2 separate regions of the Bicyclus anynana genome follow, and region 2 is linked to region 1. A link is a contact called in public Hi-C data. All regions are on one chromosome and are shown on one strand. Each heading gives the region's core, a stretch centred on a gene start, on an enhancer-like site or on the middle of the called end of the contact. The rest is flanking DNA. Distances are from core to core; before and after follow the strand shown.

Region 1 (2,728 bases), core at 215-2,714:
TATACGTGTATTTCGATTTAAAAATTGTTAATATTTTTAATTTTTATGAATTAATTTTAAAAGTCATTTAAATATCCTCCAAAATACCTTTCGCGCCAAATATTATATAACCTTTGTTACTCATTAAAGATGTAGGTTTCCGTTATTTTTTTTTTAATCGGTCGAGTAGCTTTGAGTTAAATCGTAACGAAAAATTAAATCTTACCACTTTACAATATCAGTTTACAAGTTTTATACAGCGAAACGATATAATTAATTTGTGTTGGAGTTCCTTTAAATAGATAAACAATATTATTTAAAATAATTGTAAGGGTTAATAGTAAACACATAAAACCATAAAATTATTCGTTAAATTATTTTAGCTAAGAAAGTGATATCTCCACATTGTTAACATTTGTTATTTAAAAATATGTGTCGAATAGGGAGGTCCTTTGAAGCGCAGTCTGTTGGCATTTTCGCGAATTTCTTCGTAACAATGTAGCAGCGAAGCCTCTTCGTTCCGGAAAATTCCGCTAGATGGCGCCTCAAAACGTCTAACTTAGAGCTTGCGCTGTTTTATGATAGATGGCGCTGCTATAACATAACTTTATAGTTTTAAAAGTATGAAAAGCTTAGAAACAGTTTTTGAAAAAAACACTTTACAATTATTTAGCTAAACTATAAATCCAAATATTTTTATAAGTTTATAACATTTCCCGCCTAGGGTCCACTTAATTCTTATGACAAAATAGTGAAGTTTGATATTATTTTGATACTGTTTTTTAATAAAATATTTATTAATTTAACGCAAAAGCTGTAGCTTTTTGTGTTTGTTGTTGTTGATTGTGTTAGTCGTGTAAAAGTATTGGTACTTTTAGTATGGTGGTTCTGGTTAGATTGGTTAGTGCTCTTCATAGATGCAAAAATGCACTAAGTACCCGAAAATATAATTTAATTTAAGTTAACACATAATTTTGCATGCGCTCAAAAGCAAAATTCGGATCACTTTATTGTAGTGATTTTGTAGGCACTTTTTTTTATTCTTTATAAGTTAGCCCTTGACTACAATCTCACCTAATGGTAAGTGATGATGCAATCTAAGATAGAAGCGGGCTAAATTGTTAGAAGTATGTTGAAAATCCACATCCCTTTCTTTTTCAACACGACACCGTACCGGAACGCTACGTCTTTGCTGGTAGGGTGGTAACTAGCCTCGGCCGAAGCCTCCCACCAGCCAAATCATGTCATGTACGTAACATGTCTATATTATAAAATATCGTTGGCGCTACCTACTCAATACCAAACTACTTATAAATTGAAGAAGAATGTATCCATTTAGTACAATTTGTAATAAGGGAATGTATAGTGCCTACCCAGTTTAAAATCCTTGTGCACGCCACTGCCCGCAGTAATGACGCACTAGCACGGAGCACGTTCGCGGTCGTCGCTCCCTTTACAGAAAAATGACGTTCTTGACTCACTTTGTTTATTGCATATTTACCCGCGCTTACGTCATGCGTTATTTGTGTCCCTTATACCTACACGTACTTTCCAGTCGTATGAATAGCTTGTAAACATATGGGTGATTGGGGTAGTTTACAAAACTTACAAGGTTTTATATTATGTAAAATAAAATATTCATTTAGCGATATGAAAATGAAATTTCGTTCAGTGGTTTTTTAAATAGAATAATAGCCATATTTTTAATATGATCAAGCGCCTCCAACTAACTTTGAAGACTGTGTATGGTGTAGGTAGAACTACGGAATAGTTGACTCATATCAAATTTAATTCGTATATGGAATAAGGGTCCGAAATATATCGATATTAATTAATATAAGTTAAGCATTTCATAGAAAATTTAATTTAAAAATTATGTATCATAAAAAAAAATCCAAACGTCAAAAACGTATATACATATATTACATATATTGTATTTTATTATATTTATACATTATATTGTAGCAATATAATGGTATTTACCAATTTTAAAACTTTTAAATTACTGTGTTGCAGCTATTCGATAACAGATGGCGCGAGTTGTCTATTCTTTGTTCATGTTGTCTACGTCATTTTGTGTTGCAAAAACAATATTCTAAAATGCATTACTGGTAATATAATTGTGATCTACTTGCGCCTGTTGTAAATATTTTGAACGCTTGCCCAGGTTAAAAATACATTGATCTATTTTCTTTAGCACGAAAATGAGATTCACCTAATGTGTTACGTATGTTGCTCGCTCGAATTCCTAACTGTATTCACACAATGAAATTATTTCCATTATGCTCTATATCAGATTAATAGTAATGAAACAATTCATCAACTCCATCAAAGGTTCAAGTAAATTTACATATAATAAATAAAATGATGAAACTACAGACAAATGATAGAAAATTTATAAATAATATTTTACTTTACATAATATTTTAAATATTCAAGTGAATTATTGGCTTAGAGAATGCTAATAAACTTAAGCAAAGGGTAAAGTTTACAATTCAATCATCAGTTTTAACGATTTGTTAATTAATTTAATTTAGCCTCAGACTGAAGCTGTAAATTGTCGTGAAGTGTACTAATCTAAAAGACCTTCAGCACAATATCGACATGATAGCAATGTAATAAAATAAAACGGTATGTCGGAGAAGGGCGGGCGATATAGTAACTGTAGTTAACGATAGCGCTGCAACCTTGCAAAGTTTGTTGATCCGGCCGCGGCGGGCGGCGTGGGGCGGGGGGCCGGGGGGGCGAC
Region 2 (3,009 bases), core at 380-2,879, 85 kb after region 1:
GATTATTATTAATGATTTTTGCGCTTACAAGTGGTTTACGAAAATTAAATATTATCTAATGCATCGTAGTATTTTATCATTATTAAAATGTAATGCGTTATGTCCCAAAACAGTAATTCTGTGCTATGAAACTGAGAACAAAATTGAAACTACATCCTAGGTGGATATCACGTGGCTAAACGACTTTTTTATTATCAATAATCTAGAATTAGTGGTGTAGGTATTTGATAAAGTACTTATTGCCTGCTATTGTGTGGTATCGGTTACAATGTAGTGGTAGGTATGTAATATGTCCTGACGGATGACTCTAGAGGTCAATCACCTTGTTCTATCAGAGATATAGTATCGAATGATGAATTTGTTTTTATAGAATCGTAAATATCGATAAGCTTTAATTTACATTTTACATTTAGTTTCATCATCAACATGCCCTCAGTTGACATATTCAGTAACTTTAAGTAATCTTTAGTGGATATACACGTCATTTACCAACAAGCATTCACTATTTCATTATTACTAACCGATCAAAATTACTAACCAGTGTGTTTGACATTTTGATTTTCGTTAACAAATCTCTGCGGAATACGTAAAATGCGGTTCTTCCTTATAGGAGAGGGGATATACATATAATTTACAATCATTTAACTTAATTTAAAAGTCATTCATCACGAAACTTGAAACCCGCTTGACGTACAAAGATGAAATTTGGCAGGGAGGTAGTTTATAGTATGTATCCGCTAAGAACGGATTTCGCGATAGGGCCGGATTAAAGAGGTTTAAGGGCGGACAAAGTCGCGGGCGTCCACTAGTTTATTTATAAGCGCCAGCTGGAAGTGTTTCAATGTCTGAACAAGCAAGGTCGCGACACGCGGAAGACAATCTCTATAGACACAGATAACAAAGCTTGGCCGTGATATTTTTGATGTATAAACATTCGAATTCTTTGCGTATTTGTTTTCGTCAACCAGTTATTAACTGCAGACTGCACCGTTACACCAGCCACTCACGATCAAGTTTACTATCAAGTCTGCAGGAAACTTGGGCAGTGAAAAAAAAATATTGTGAGTGGCTGGGGTTACTTTTACTTTCTGTAGCACGCAAGCTACGAGATGGCCATAGAAATATCTACTACAAGAACCTCGTTATGGCCTTAATGACATTTGGAAGATTCAGACTGACTGGTTTAAGTTTAAATGACCTACCATAACTCTTTTGAGTTTAGCTATATGAAAGGCAACATAATTATCATATTATGCACCTAAACTCAATGTAAAATATGATACATTACAATATAGGTGACGTGACAAGTTATTTCGGCGACAAAACAACCTTAAATTGTGACGTTTAACTATTAAAAAAAAAGAACTTTCCTTTCCGCATTCTAGACATTAAGTAGCAATTTTTGATACATATTCTACTTATATACGATAAATGCTATATCTAAACTTTTGTAAAATAAATTAAAAAGTTTAGTTACAGCTTTTAGGGTACCTATAGGCATGTGTCCAATTTGTAACCAAACAATATTGATGTTGGTTTAGGAACCGGTATAGCTGTAGTGTCAAAAGCTTATGGGGCTCGATCCCTTGGTACCTGTCGGCCTCGGCGCCGCGGTCAGTCCCTTCGCCCTAATTCTATAAATTTTATTTTTGATACCCTACCTACCTGCCCGGAACCATCACACGGGAACGAGGCGTCCTTTGAAATGTTTCGTTATATTCTTTTGTATTTTTTGCATGGGGTCGAGGTCAAGCCAAATGGCGTTTAGGTTAAACGACTCTTTTCATGTTTATAAATACTTCAAGATATAATAGAAAATATCTTTTATCACTTTAGTATTACTGTTTTCCAAAGACAACCCACTTCCCGGAGTCTTATATCAAACTAGCTGACGCCGCGCGGTTTCACCCGCGTGGTTCTAGTTCCCGTAGGAATACGGGGATAATTTATAGCCTTTAGCCTTCCTCGATAAATGGGCTATCTAACACTGAAATAATTTTTAAATCGGACCAATAGTTCCTGAGATTAGCGCGTTCAATCAAACAAACAAACAAACTCTTCAGCTTTATATATTAGAATAGATGTTAGGGCGTAGAAAATATAGCTAATATGTTAGTTTATATGCACGTACTTAAGAAGCTATAAGTTGAGGACAAGGGACGCCCGCATACTTTCCTACTTGATCTTTTGTCTGACAACAGAACGCTTCCTGTTACTTTTATTAAGAGCTCTTGTAACGTCTGGAGATACGGATGGGGGGCAAAAAGTATAAAAGTAATACATACTTATGTCTAAATATCACTTGAAATTGTATAAAATCATACAAAGTACCAAATATGAGTAACAACTTATAGGTATAATGAAAGTAAACTTTTCTTTAGGTAAAATTTGATGTGCCACGTTTTAAATATCTGTTTTTCTTTCCAATAGTTTACAGCAATTGTTCTCGGTGATAAGTAGGTGGTACTATTAATATAATGCGTCCTTGCTAAAATTTTGCGCCGCTCAAACCGCATAAGTGACCGGATACCTAATATCCGTACCTAACAAAATGATTGTAGAAAAGTCCTGCGATTTACTTTTTATTGGTGATTTGTACTTGAACTTGAAAAAGTCATGTCTAAGCTACCTGGGTCTGGGTTTTAAAAAAAGGTTAGAATTATTTTTTTTTGTTGAGATATTCTCTAGCAACCCAAACTTTGGGACTACGCGAGCATGTTTAGAGTTCAGTTTCGATAATTTCACTGTCACTAAGATGTGGTAATAATTGTTATCAATTAAACATCTACATTTTAATAAACCATACACTTAAATAAACATTCAATGCTTCACTTTTCTAAATTCTTGTTAGAAACATTATTATTTCTAAAAAATTATAATCATAATAAATTCTTGTTAGAACCAAATTGACATGAATTTGAAGCCAGTTTACTGACCTGAGTTTATATCGACAAATAAGGATTGAATAGTATCAAAAGCTTTTTATAAGTAGTTAGGTTTACCTTGACA

What was found. Hi-C and Micro-C count contacts between places; a contact is called where the count stands out from the background.
Region 2: a contact with region 1 is called in a Hi-C map of whole body, with 7 times the contacts expected there. The contact joins two enhancer-like sites. A contact is called at or near these places in 2 of 2 Hi-C or Micro-C datasets (whole body and whole larva).

What each region holds. Positions count from the first base shown.
Region 1 is chr5:10,357,182-10,359,909 of ilBicAnyn1.1, forward strand. All of the region lies in intron 1 of LOC112052885 (ecdysone-inducible protein E75), which reads left to right. Among protein-coding and RNA genes, the nearest start is that of LOC112052885, 35 kb to the left of the region's middle. Within about 2 kb of position 1,465, at least 8 of the 8 cell types and tissues checked have open chromatin away from gene starts, as enhancers often do.
Region 2 is chr5:10,441,587-10,444,595 of ilBicAnyn1.1, forward strand. All of the region lies in intron 2 of LOC112052885 (ecdysone-inducible protein E75), which reads left to right. Among protein-coding and RNA genes, the nearest start is that of LOC128198086, 91 kb to the right of the region's middle. Within about 2 kb of position 1,630, at least 5 of the 8 cell types and tissues checked have open chromatin away from gene starts, as enhancers often do.